3 separate regions of the Mus musculus genome follow, and all the other regions are linked to region 3. Evidence: chromatin contacts called from public HiChIP or PLAC-seq data. All regions are on one chromosome and are shown on one strand. The core of a region is the stretch at or near the end of the contact, and the rest is flanking DNA. Distances in the headings are between cores, read along the strand shown. Region 1 overlaps Specc1 (sperm antigen with calponin homology and coiled-coil domains 1). Region 2 overlaps Specc1 (sperm antigen with calponin homology and coiled-coil domains 1). Region 3 holds the start of Adora2b (adenosine A2b receptor).

Region 1 (4,432 bases), core at 311-2,810, 64 kb after region 3:
TACAAGGAATCCCCAGACTAAACCATAACCTATGCCCCTGGAGAAGCCTGGGTTTTTCTTCCCCCAAATTTCTTTCCTGTACTATTCGAAGGATTAATTTCCATTTCAAACTTGAGAAGATTTAGAATCCGGATGGAAACAAATCTCTAGGGAAATGGCAGAGGGGTGTTCTAGAGCGGGCTTATTAAGGTGGGAGACATCCTTAGTCTGAGCATCATCATTTCCTGCTAGGGTCCTGGATTAGATGAAATCGAGAAAAAGAGCTAACAGCAACATTCATTCCAGTTTCCTGACTTTGGAGTCAATGTGACCAGCTGCTTCAGGTTCCTGCTGCCCTGACTTCTCCACCATGATGGACTGTACCCTGAAAGTGTGAAGCCAGAGTAAATTCTTCCTTCGTTTACTTTGACCGTCTTGTAAAGGGAGAGACAAGAAACTAATACAGCTGCCTTTCTATTAAGTAATTAGCTTTACTCTTCTTCAGTTACCTTTTCTATAAAGCACATGGTTATCTGTCAGCTAAACTGGTATCCACATTCCAGGCTCAGGCGTTCTAGAACTCCTCAGTTCCTTCTAACTGAGGCTTATCTATACCCATTAATTCACTCAAGGAATGAACCATCTTTATTAATGATTCAACTCCGTAGGCTGGGAGAATTCATTGAACAGTGTTAACGTATGACATAACACCCAACAACTTTAAGGAAGAAAGGTTCATTTTTGCTCACAGCTACGGCCCGTTGTTTATCCCTGCAGCAAGGATACAGCAGAGAGAAAGCTATCATTTCTTGGAAGTCAGGATGAAGAGGTGAGTCAAAGATAAGAACAAGGCACAACCTTCAGGGCTGGAGAGATGGCTTAGCGGCTAAAAGCACTATCTGCTCTCCCAGAGGACCCAGGTTCAATTCCCAGCACCCACATGGCAGCTTCTGACCACTTCACACAGTCTTATACGCAGGCAGAACACCAATGAACAAGAAATAGGAATAAACTGTATATATAAAACGATACACCCTTCAAAGGCCCACCCCCATGACTGACTCCTTCCATTAGGTCCCACCTCTTAATACTCATTCAGCTATGAGCTTGACCATACATCTCTAATTTAACAGCACCACTAGCTGGGCCCAAGTCATTAACACTTGAGCCACTGGGAACATTTAATATCCAAACCACCCAGGGTGGAATCTGCCCTGTGGCTCTTGCATTTGTAGCTATAGCCAGATGCTTTGTGTGTAAAGTTCTGAGGGACATACAGATATAATGAAACATGGTCCCTATCCTGTTTCACGCACCAGATGTGAAACAACAGGCAGGACAAGACATACGGAGTCTGGGAAGTAGAGGGGACAATTTGTGGCTGCCCTTAGAGAGTGAGGGAGTCACTACCAGGGTTCCCTACACAGTTCTAGGAACTCAGGAGACAGAAGTCTGGGGTATGCTCTTTCTTTCCTTTATTGCGTAAATGAGGGGAAAAAAAGACAAGTCAGATTGTGACTTCTTTCCGTTGTCATAAAAGCAGTGGTTTGACTATGACTCCAGGAAGATGAGTCACCATTTCTGGCCTTCAGTCTCCTGTTTCTTACCAAGATGCTGGATCGTATCAGTGGTTTTGAAATGGTTAGTTACGGAACCTGTTCCTCCAGCTACCATTTCTGCAGAAGCTTTCTAAAGGTAGGATTTGAAAACCACACAATTCAGTCTTTTCTTTTGCTTCCATTTGCACTGGCCAATACAACAGTCACTAATTAATTGAAATTATAACATAAAAATTTTAAATTCCTCAGCCACTTTTGAAGTACTCAATAGCCTCATCTGTGGCTACTGGATCAGACACTGCAGATAAATACCAGAACCATCATCATAGATTTCTATGAACAGCACTACCTGTTGAGCATTCCTCTCTCCCAAACCCCCATCTCTGTCTCTCTCTCTCTGTCTGTCTGTCTATCTGTCTCTCTCTCTCTGTCTCTGTCTCTCTCTCACATACTCTCGCTCTCTCTCTCTCTCTCTCTCTCTCTCACACACACACACACACACACACACACACATTTTGTGCAAATACTAGCATGTTGAGCATGCCTTTCTAGAGGTAGGTCCTTTTACACAAGTAGATAAAATGCTACACTGAAGAGACCAGGAGAGTGGATCCAAAGCTTGGTCACTTACTAGTGCCCCTGACTGATTGCTTAACCTTTTAAGCTGTAATTTCCATATCTTTGAAATGCATATGTGTGGTGCTTAATTCTGATTGTCAACTTGGTGATTTAAGAAATGCCTAAGGCATGCAGGGATGGTTCAATATACGGAAATCCATCAATGTAATCCAGTATATAAACAAACTCAAAAACAAAAACCACATGATCATCTCGTTAGATGCTGAGAAAGCATTTGACAAAATCCAACACCCATTCATGATAAAAGTCTTGGAAAGATCAGGAATTCAAGGCCCATACCTAAACATGATAAAAGCAATCTACAGCAAACCAGTAGCCAACATCAAAGTAAATGGTGAGAAGCTGGAAGCAATCCCACTAAAATTAGGGACTAGACAAGGCTGTCCACTCTCGCCCTACCTATTCAACATTATACTTGAAGTCCTAGCCAGAGCAATTAGACAACAAAAAGAGATCAAGGGGATACAAATTGGAAAGGAAGAAGTCAAAATATCACTTTTTGCAGATGATATGATAGTATATATAAGTGACCCTAAAAATTCCACCAGAGAACTCCTAAGCCTGATAAACAGCTTCAATGAAGTAGCTGGATATAAAATTAATTCAAACAAGTCAATGGCCTTTCTGTACACAAAGGATAAACAGGCTGAGAAAGAAATTAGGGAAACAACACCCTTCTCAATAGTCACAAATAATATAAAATACCTTGGCGTGGCTCTAACTAAGGAAGTGAAAGATCTGTATGATAAGAACTTCAAGTCTCTAAAGAAAGAAATTAAAGAAGATCTCAGAAGATGGAAAGATCTCCCATGTTCATGGATTGGCAGGATCAACATTGTAAAAATGGCTATCTTGCCAAAAGCAATCTACAGATTCAATGCAATCCCCATCAAAATTCCAACTCAATTCTTCAACGAATTAGAAAGGGCAATCGGCAGATTCATCTGGAATAACAAAAAACCTAGGATAGCAAAAACTCTTCTCAAGGATAAAAGAACCTCTGGTAGAATCACCATGCCGGACCTAAAACTATACTACAGAGCAATTGTGATCAAAACTGCATGGTACTGGTATAGTGACAGACAAGTAGACCAATGGAACAGAATTGAAGACCCAGAGATGAATCCACACACCTATGGTCACTTGATCTTTGACAAGGGAGCTAAAACCATCCAGTGGAAAAAAGACAGCATTTTCAACAAATGGTGCTGGCACAACTGGCGGTTATCATGTAGAAGAATGCGAATTGATCCATTTCTATCTCCTTGTACTAAGGTCAAATCTAAGTGGATTAAGGAACTCCACATAAAACCAGAGACACTGAAACTTATAGAGGAGAAAGTAGGGAAAAGCCTCGAAGATATGGGTACAGGGGAAAAATTCCTGAATAGAACAGCAATGGGTTGTGCTGTAAGATCAAGAATCGATAAATGGGACCTCATAAAATTGCAAAGCTTTTGTAAGGTAAAAGACACTGTCAATAAGACAAAAAGGCCACCAACAGATTGGGAAAGGATCTTTACCTATCCCAAATCGAATAGGGGACTAATATCCAATATATATAAAGAACTCAAGAAGGTGGACTCCAGAAAATCAAATAACCCCATTAAAAATGGGGCTCAGAGCTGAACAAAGAATTCTCACCTGAGGAATACCGAATGGCAGAGAAACACCTGAAAAAATGTTCAACATCCTTAATCATCAGGGAAATGCAAATCAAAACAACACTGAGATTCCACTTCACTCCAGTCAGAATGGCTAAGATCAAAAACTCAGGTGACAGCAGATGCTGGCGAGGATGTGGAGAAAGGGGAACACTCCTCCATTGTTGGTGGGATTGCAAGCTTGTACAACCACTCTGGAAATCAGTCTGGCGGTTCCTCAGAAAATTGGACATAGTACTACCGGAGGATCCTGCAATACCTCTCCTGGGCATATATCCAGAAGATGTCCCAACCGGTAAGAAGTGCACATGCTCCACTATGTTCATAGCAGCCTTGTTTATAACAGCCAGAAGCTGGAAAGAACCCAGATGCCCCTCAACAGAGGAATGGATACAGAAAATGTGGTACATCTACACAATGGAGTACTACTCAGCTATTAAAAAGAATGAATTTATGAAATTCCTAGCCAAATGGATGGACCTGGAGGGTATCATTCTGAGTGAGGTAACCCAATCACAAAGGAACTCGCACAATATGTACTCACTGATAAGTGGATAATAGCCCAGAAACTTAGGATACCCAAGATATAAG
Region 2 (4,319 bases), core at 662-3,161, 40 kb after region 3:
TGTTCCCTCCCTCAATCTGAGTCCTCCAGAGAAGCGCTTTCTAGTCTGTCTTTATCTTCTATAGTGATCTCTTGCTGACTGTAATCTTACACCACTATTTATTTTGAAATTTTTACTTAGGTGTGTGTGTGCACCATGGCTGGCCTATGATGGTCAGAGGGCAACTTGTTGAGATTTGGTTCCAATCCTTCTTCTGCCGTTTGCTTTCCCCCTATAGGTTCTGCTGGCTCCAGACTTCTCTTACTGGAGAACTGTCCCTTAGCATCTGGTTTCTTACTCATTTTGGGTTTGTGTGAAGTTTCTAACACCCTCCTCGAAGCCCGTTGCTCCGGTCCTCACACAGAGGGTCTGCCTCACGTTTGATACAGGTGTCCTTGGACTACTGCTCACTTCCTACTTGTCAAATTCTGAAGCTCTTAGTCACTATTATTATCCAACGAAATCTTTGTACCCCGAGGACCTCCCAGAACCTCTCAAGGAGAAACATGTTCCAGATGCATCCATACAGAAAAATCATTTTTTACCATCATGCTTGGTTAATAGTGGTGGTACCGAGAATTCTAGGCTGAAAATAATTCTCTTGTAAACTCGAGCAGCTGTCTCCTGCTTTGTTTTCAGACTCTTCCTGGCCTTCTCTGACATCTCTGTACATATAATCTCAATTACTTGTCGTGCAGTCCCACCTCAATAATTCATAGTAAAGCCATTAAGTTTTAGAAATTTAACTAGATATTTTAAGTATAATTGAGAAGTATGTTCACGCATAATTTTGCAATTTGATATATTTAGGTTTTTTCTTCTTCCCTAGCTCTAGGGATTGAACCCAGGTGTTGTGTATGCTAGGTAAGCACTTTTCCAGTCACATTCAAAGTTTATATATAAGCTAGGTGTGCATTTGTGCCCACAGCTCTTTAAGCAGCTAAGGGAATAAGATCACTGGAATCCACGAGTTCCAGGTCACTTACACATAACTTTCTGTGTTTCCATTTTCCCATGGTCTTCACTGTGCCCTGTCTAAACATTAGGCTCTGGGCCAAAAGGTGCCTTGACACTGAAGTCAGTGCTGCTGTATAAACTTCATCAGAGGAAAAGCAGACTCGTCTGTGCTTTTTCCTAGCCCGGGGGAAGCTGCTGCTCAGTGGTGAGACTGCCCAGTCCACCGGCCTTTGTCCTTGACACCCAGGGAGACTAATGGGCAATGACTGGCAAATGCACCCTTATTTCTGAGACACTGCTCTGCTCTGCTGAGCAGACCCAGTAATGGGTCCTTCCAGCCCATGCTAGAAGAGCAATCCCTATTTTGGTGCTAATGTTTGCTTTGCTCTTACTCTAAGTCCCTTTGCTTAGGCCAGCTTTTAGGTTACATTGCTGAGGAAGCTGAGCTATGAGCAATTCTTACGGCTCATGTGATTGTAATGCCAAACTACTTCCTAAGAAGGCAGCTCCTATAATCATGTTCTTTTTCTTCCTGTGTCTTTATCTGCCAAATGTGTCAGGCTAAACATGGTATTTTATTGTTTTAATTTGTATTATTAGGTTACTAATAAGGTCTAAAGAGAAGGCATTTCTAAACCAAACATTTTAATTAGAATTCTGCTAAGATTCTAGTATGATTCAGATAAAAATATGTTTTCTAAGTAGAAACTGAGCACGGAATAAATAGTCCATCTTGGAAAATTGCCTCAAAATGCTCTGAAATGGCATTACATAGAACTTGTCAGGGGAGATTTTTGTTGTGGTGGTGGTGGTAGTCATAAAAATTATTTTTGCTTATTTTGATGTTAACAGGACACCCATGCCCAGGGGTAACTATCTTAATACCCTCTCACTGCACACTGCTGTGATGCTGTGCTGAGGCCAGAGAGCAGAAGAGTGTGTGCCCAGTGAGGCGGACGGAGGAGAGCCATTGTCCTCAGGCCATGAGCTGTGCTTCAGTGGAAGAGAGGCAATTCCTCAGTGCCTGCCCTGTGTGTGGGGTGGTGTGAGCCTGGGACCTTCCACTTCAGGGCAACCTGTTTCTATCTGATGCAGAACTTGGTTGGTCCCCAGCTTGGCTGGTAGGATCATACTGGCACAATGTCTTTCTGTAAATAAGTGGGAGAAAGGATCTGATTCACACTCATATTAGATTTCAGATGCCAACATAATCACTCTCTACTCTACAACCTGGCTCTGGGCCTCTTGGAAGAGCTTGCACAAGCCGATATCTGAAGACTATTTCCAGTGAAAGCAAAATACCTCACCCACACCTTGCACCTACTGTAATGTACACCCTGCCACTGAATATCCATTTAATACCATACAAGATATCCTTGTTTATTTAAGGCACGGGCTCATGTAGCCCAGTCTAGCCTTGACCTTATTATGTAGCTAACGATGATTCTGAACTCCTGATCTTCCTATCTTTACCTCCCAAGCGCTGGGTTTATGGGATGCACCACTGTGCCCAGTTCTTATTTTTAATTCTGAATTAATTAATTTTCTTTGGTGCTGGAGATGAAGTCCAGGCCCTCACTCACAAAGACACCCTGGGCTCTATCTACCATGGAGCCCAAAGCCTTTATCATACTATTTTTATATTTCAATTTTAGTGGATTCTTACAAACAGTCTGTTTCTCCTAGTACCCTTTTTGGTGGTTGTGGAATACCCTCATACTGAGTACATAAGACTGCAGGGCAGAGTCTGGACCATGTTCACCTATCCAGGAGGGCCTGTGGTAGCCATATTCCCTTTGAAGCCCAATATCAAACATGTCCTTTCTGCCCAGTGCTACTAATGTCTCAGGGAAATTATCCTCATCAAAAGTTCCACGCATGTTCAGTTGATGTTGTTTGTATTGATGGGCTTCTGTTGACACATGATTTTAACAACATTCCTCCGTAATGGATGAATCTGGCCTCTTGGTATATCCCACCCCTGTTTGTCATACCCTGAGCTGTAGCCATTGATTCTCCCCTTAGGGTATAGCCAGGGTGAAGCCAGATATTTCTTTGGGGAGTAGTGGTCCAGGGGTGACTGACAGAGTCCTAGATGTTGGAACTCAAGCTCAACTAGAGTTGGCAGGGAGCTGTGAAGCCAAACAGATCTGAGCGTGACACCCCTGGTGTGTGACACTGACTCTCCATCTCATAGTGGTCCTTCACCACTGACACTCTTTGATGACATCAGCAAAGATCTAGAAAAAGAAACTCAGCCAGATGTGTGGGAACCAGGGGCCCCTATCCTATAACAGTGACAAGAATGGGAATACTGATGCCAGCCTGCCCTGATGCTCCTGAGCAGCTGGCAAGGTGCCTGATGCAGGAACTTCAGGGATTCAGGGTGAGGTTTTGGTCACCAGGAAGCAATGCTCATGATACTAAGTGTGAGAGCAAACACTCACAGGCCCATTCTTTTCAGACAGATCTGAATTGATTCAAGGTCAAAGAAGCTAGGCCTGTTGACTACAGATAAACAATTCACTTCCAGGAAGACTCAGGTTTTAGGTTGTGTGGGTGTGTAGGTGCTTAAGTTTAACTTGCTGCCATTTTTGGAGGGACTGTTGATTATTTTGAAGTTTGCTATGCTCACTATTTACATAATTATTTTGTAACATCACGTCAGAGGGGAGTGGAGAATCAGTAGGGGTGGGGAGGGAATGCCACCTAGGTCACAGTCAGATGTCCTGCTGTGCCTCAGCCTCTGCAATGGCTGATGGCCTCCTTCTAGTTCCCTCTGCTGGATCATTCTCCACTCCGTGCTTCTCTTGTGCTGTGGGCAGGGCTTGAGTGTGTCCCAGAAGGTTCAAGAGCTGAAAGCTTGACCAGCAGCATATGAACTAATGGAACCTTTAGGATATGGATAATGCAGGAGACTGGGAATCTTATTCTCTGAAGAGATCAATGTAGTTCTTGTGAGACACTGATTACTTCCTGTGAGAGCAAATTATTATAAGAGCACACTTGGCCTCTGAATCTCTCTGGCTTCTGGGCTCACCCTGTGCCTCTCTTCTGCCCATGTCTCACTGCTGTAATATTTCCTATCATGAGGCCTTCATGAGAGGCCAAACAGATGTGACTGCCTCAATTTTACATTTTCAGCATTCAAAGCTTTAAATAAACTTCTTTTCTTTATAACATACAGAGTCTCAGTTATTTGCTATAATTATGAAAGTTGCTTAGGATAGTTCTCTTAGGATCAAGGGAACTGGCTGATCTTCAGTTTTACAGCTTAGTACACCATCTGTGTCTACCCTTCCAACATCATTGGACAGTGCACTGGCAGAATGCTGCTTCATCTAGGGAAGTCCCACCACAAAGCACAGATCTTCTCTAATTTC
Region 3 (4,490 bases), core at 1,891-4,390:
CTCACTCTGTAGCCTCAATCTAGCCTCAAACTAGTGATTATCTTCCTGCCTTAGGCTCCTGACTGCTGGGATCACATGCTTGACCACTACACCCCAATCCTTAGTAGGGCCTTTCTGACCTGATGCCCACCTGTAGCTCCATGGCCCCAAGGAAGGCCTCGGAACCAACTCAGAGTTTGGGGTAACTCAGACCATATCAAAAAAGAAAAAGGGAGAAGTATAATTTCAAAACCTTCCTGACAGTTGGAGGGTTCTCAGCTTGATGTAACAGACCCAGGTTAGATATTAATGCTGGAAGCCTATATATACTCTACCCCAGGCTCTGATCCAGGGAACTCAAATGTGCCCTGTAATCTGCATTTTTTTTTTAAGAGAAGGGTCTTGCTTGCCCAAATTAACCTTGAACTCTTGGGCTTGAGCAATCAAGCCCCTGGCTTCAGCCTTCCTCAGTAGCTGGAACTACAGCCACAGAATTCATCTCAAAGCAATCTACATTTTAGCCCGTTGCCCCTGGATTGGGCTTTGAATTGCTGAGGGCACGAGGCCCAGGACACACACCATCTCCCAGGAGGGCTCGAGAAAGGATAAGAACCCAGTACGCTTCTCAATCTACCACAGTGGTGTGGACAGGATAGACACTCATACATGCCTGGGTGTGGAAGGGGAGGATTGCTGTGCACACTTCAGACCCCCGAGCGCAGGCCCGGGGGTGGGAACAGGCACACTGGGCTCCATGCTGTTTTCCTTCCCTTCACCTCCGACTGGCCCCTCACCCTTAGCAAACGCAAAGGAGAAGTAAAGAGCCAGTGATTCACATCTGTTTCCCCTTAAGACACCCACACCCACTTTCTTCAAGACCCGCCCAGCAAACCCCAGGACAAGAACTAACAGATTTAAACATTTATGGAACTTCCTGCTCGAGTCACGTGACACAAGAGCTACTTGGAGCCGGTCCTGGGTATTAGGCCTCTGTGTATCTGGGGCTCTTCCAGGGGCAAGCCCAAAGGGCTTCCCCTAGATGGGGCAACTCAAGGGGCGGGGGGCATGTGATTGCTCTATGGAAAGAGTTCAAACGGCCACCAAGCACCAGTGAGCGGGCAACAGACAAGTGCAGAACCACAAGAACGAAGGAAATGGAATTCTATGCAGCCGCAGGCTCTGAAATCCCTGGGCTGTAGCACACCTGATGGGATATGTGTGAAGCCTCCTGGTCAGATGCCACAGGCAGGGGATGTGGAGCAACCCACCCACACACAAGCAGGGGCTTCCTGTACCATCTGGGACTCAAGCCACAAGCCACAGGGACCAGGCTCTTCACACCTGCCTATTACAAGAGCTTGTAGGAGCTTTTTGCCAATCAATTCCCTAGACACATTTCTCCTATAAACGCCAGCTTACTACCATCAGGATCCTCTTCTAGAAACAGCAAGGGGATCCCTTTTCACATCTCTCAAACACTGGTATCTCACACACAGCCCTGTGAGACGACAGGTGGACGGCTGAGGACACAGTGCCACTCTGCCGGACACAGCATCCGGAACCACAACCTCATCTACAGTATGCAGGTGACAGTGTCTGTCCTCTGGACGCTTCGAGGTTTAAAGAATGTACATTTAATTAGAGTTGCCAGGCACACGGTCAGAGCCCACGGAGTTCTTGCCTTTCTCTTCCTACTCTTGTGACTCAGTTTCCTCAACTCAGCTCCAACTCTAAAGAGATCCAAAGCTCACTTCAGAAATGCTAAAGGGCCCAGGCACTACCAAGGAGCAGCAAACTCAACTTTAAATTTATTAGCTACAAGTGGAAGCCACTTCCCCAACTGACTGACTCCCTGCCCTGGATCCTGTTTTCCCATCATGGAATAAGGAGAAAGTGATTTAGGTATACTCTGAGAGCCAGCGAACAGGGAGCCCTCACCAGTTTTCTGGGCCTCTTCAGGCTCCTGGGCACTGCAGCAGTATACAAATAAGGTTACACAATGGGCTAGAGGCTCTAAGACTGTCTTGTCAGTGTTCACTGAACCAGTAAGCACAGTAGCTCTTTAAAATGTCTGGGAATACTTTGAGCCACCGCGAAGCTAGTAGGGACCAATGTTCCTAGAGTTTCCCATCAGAGTTGAGCCTGGCTGCCTCATTTCGAAGTAGGCACATTTTAAAGCTGTGTCGTTAGACCCTATGACCCTTCTAAAAGTACCAATTCCAGCGTCTAAAGTTGCCTCGTTCTTAGCTGAAGCTTCTCCGCGCCCTTTCCGCACAGGACTGCATCTGGCAGCAGCTTTGATCTGCATGCCCGACTCCGGGCAGCAGCTCTGTCTCTCCAGAGGGCCGGGAACGTCCACAAAACTTAAGGAATCTAGAGCTTCCTGAGCCCTTCCTTGGCAGGTAACTCGTCGGACGAGCACTTCTCAACGCCCCTAAGGGTGTTCTTATGCAGATTCCCTAAACTAGGGGCAATTAGAGCATCCCTGACTCCAAAAGGGGACCCAGTCAGTGGCCTGTTCTGTCAACCCAGGAGAGTCTTGATAGCCGGCAGAACAAGCGTGCTGGAGAAAGTGCGTCCTCCACTCCAGTGCCCAGCGTGCTCCTAATCTGGCCCATCTGGGAGTCCAGAAAGTAAAACCGTGGGCCTGGAGAGGGCGCCCCTCTTTAGAACTTTAACCCGGCCAAGGCAAGAAAGATTCGTCTCACCTGAGCGGGACGCGAATGGCCAGATATCGGTCGACAGCCACCGCCAAGAGGCTAAAGATGGAGCTCTGTGTGAGCACCAGCACGAAGCAGGCGAGGAAGAGGCAGCCGTGGAAGTCCGTGCAGAAGCCCAAGCTGATGGTGATGGCAAAGGGGATGGCGAAGAGTCCCACGGCCACGTCTGCCGTCGCCAGGGATACCAGAAAGTAGTTGGTGGGGGTCTGTAATGCACTCGAGGCTCCCACCGCGGCGCACACCAGCACGTTGCCCGCCACCGCCAGCGCAGCGATAACCAGCTCCAGCGCCACGTACAGCGCGTCTTGCGTCTCTAGCTGCATGGCCGGGCCAGCCGGGCCCGGGGAGTCCTCTACTGGGGTAGTGTCGGGCTCAGGACAGCTGCTAGGGTGCCGCCAGGCATGGCCACAGCGCTGAGACCGCGCGTCCCAAGCTGGGTCTGCGCCGCCCAGCCAGTGCGCTCCGGACGGGGGCGGGGGCGTGGCCTTACGGGGGCGGCGCCCATTGGCCGGCTGCCAGGAGCCGGTCTTGGCCCCGCCCCCTGCCTAGGGTCCTTGCTCCAGCTGCTCCTGAGCTCGGGGAAGGATGGGTTCCCGAATTTCCCTCGGGCGGGAGAGGGACACATTCAGGAAAGACACCTCGAAGCTTCACCACTTCCCGCCCGAGCGCGAAGTCCCAGACTTCACCCTGTCCCGCGCCCGATCTGCACACTCTGAACTGACGCCCCTGCAAGGTGTCCATACTCCCCAGCACCGGAGCTGCACCCCAGGTCCGGGCCCGGGCTTCCTCTCAGTGCTGCATTCTCCGCGCGGCCCCTAATCCACCCGATCCCGTGGTCTCCGCTGCCCCGCCAGGGTGCTCGCCGGCTCAGCCCTGCGCTCTCCAGCCCACTTATCCAAGACCGGCTTCCGCTCACTTGCGGCGCCGCCTCTTCCCAGACACTGCCGCCTTCATCCACTCCAAGAAGGGTGCTGAGCGCCCACACCTGTGGGTGATCTGTCCTTCCTGCCACCTGTAAGAAGCCCCCAGCGCCCTCCACCGCCTTCAACTCCACACTTCTCTCCTAGCGAGCCCTGGCTGCTCCTTGGCGTTTGGAGTCCTTAATCCTTCTAGAACACAGCTTCTGCCCCGCGGAAGCTGCTACCTGTAGTCACCAGCCAGGATGGTTAAGGAGTTTGTCAACACAACAAAGATGACTGAAAAAAAAAAGATTAAGCTGAACTAAAACACGGGTGACCTCTAAACAGCTTCTTTGAAGAATAACGGGTTTTTTCTTGGGGTTTTTTTTTTGGTTTTTCGAGACAGGGTTTCTCCGTGTAGCCTTGGCTGTCCTGGAACTCACTTTGTAGACCAGGCTGGCCTCGAACTCAGAAATCTGCCTGCTTCTGTCTCCCAAGTGGTGGGATTAAAGGCGTGCGCCACCACGCCGGGCTGATTTTTTTTTTTTTTTTTTTTAATGTTGTGGCTGGATTAGCTCTCTCTGAGTATGAGTATGGGCGTGGGGGAGGGGAAAAGTGCGTTGAATTACACTTTCTGCATGGCTGTATGATATATATAAAGTACATTTCAGGGTTAGCTGTAATATTAACAGCAAATCCCCCACGAGCCCACTCATAGCATAGACAAAATCACCAAAGCACACAGAGTACATGTTCTATCTGGGTATTTTAAGGGTTTGGTTTTTTTTTTTTTTTTTTTTTTTGTTTATTTGTTTGGTTTTTTTGTTTTTTGTTTTTTTGGATTTTTGGTGTTTTTTTTGGGGGGTGTTTTGTTTTGTTTTTGTTTTTGTTT

The links. HiChIP or PLAC-seq counts read pairs in DNA pulled down with a chosen protein or histone mark.
Region 1: a contact with region 3 is called in a BATF HiChIP or PLAC-seq map of CD8 T cells, with 23 read pairs. The contact joins the enhancer-like site here to the promoter of Adora2b in region 3. A contact is called at or near these places in 2 of 39 promoter capture datasets (macrophages and neutrophils), 1 of 15 datasets of contacts at CTCF or cohesin (the NIH/3T3 cell line), 11 of 484 Hi-C or Micro-C datasets (the C2C12 cell line, Th1 cells, Th2 cells and 7 more), 9 of 115 datasets of contacts at active chromatin or transcription factors (CD8 T cells, the HPC-7 cell line, the NIH/3T3 cell line and 4 more) and 3 of 9 other capture datasets (adipose tissue, embryonic stem cells and liver).
Region 2: an H3K4me3 HiChIP or PLAC-seq map of bone marrow-derived macrophages shows a contact between it and region 3, with 3 times the contacts expected there. The contact joins the enhancer-like site here to the promoter of Adora2b in region 3. A contact is called at or near these places in 1 of 15 datasets of contacts at CTCF or cohesin (the NIH/3T3 cell line), 3 of 484 Hi-C or Micro-C datasets (the C2C12 cell line, Th2 cells and bone marrow-derived macrophages), 6 of 115 datasets of contacts at active chromatin or transcription factors (CD8 T cells, bone marrow-derived macrophages, embryonic stem cells and 1 more) and 2 of 9 other capture datasets (adipose tissue and liver).

What each region holds. Positions count from the first base shown.
Region 1 is chr11:62,182,204-62,186,635 of GRCm38.p6, reverse strand. All of the region lies in intron 12 of Specc1 (sperm antigen with calponin homology and coiled-coil domains 1), which reads right to left. Among named protein-coding and RNA genes, the nearest start is that of Gm39985, 38 kb to the right of the region's middle. Within about 2 kb of position 1,560, at least 68 of the 459 cell types and tissues checked have an H3K27ac peak or open chromatin away from gene starts, as enhancers often do. A contact at or near this core is called in the C2C12 cell line, CD8 T cells, the HPC-7 cell line and 6 more, where this site is marked.
Region 2 is chr11:62,206,908-62,211,226 of GRCm38.p6, reverse strand. The region is part of intron 13 of Specc1 (sperm antigen with calponin homology and coiled-coil domains 1); the gene reads right to left. Among named protein-coding and RNA genes, the nearest start is that of Adora2b, 40 kb to the left of the region's middle. Within about 2 kb of position 1,911, at least 15 of the 459 cell types and tissues checked have an H3K27ac peak or open chromatin away from gene starts, as enhancers often do. A contact at or near this core is called in bone marrow-derived macrophages, where this site is marked.
Region 3 is chr11:62,247,634-62,252,123 of GRCm38.p6, reverse strand. It overlaps Adora2b (adenosine A2b receptor), which reads right to left and starts at 3,140. Exons shown (of 2, transcript NM_007413.4): 1 at 2,688-3,140. The coding sequence starts at 3,022.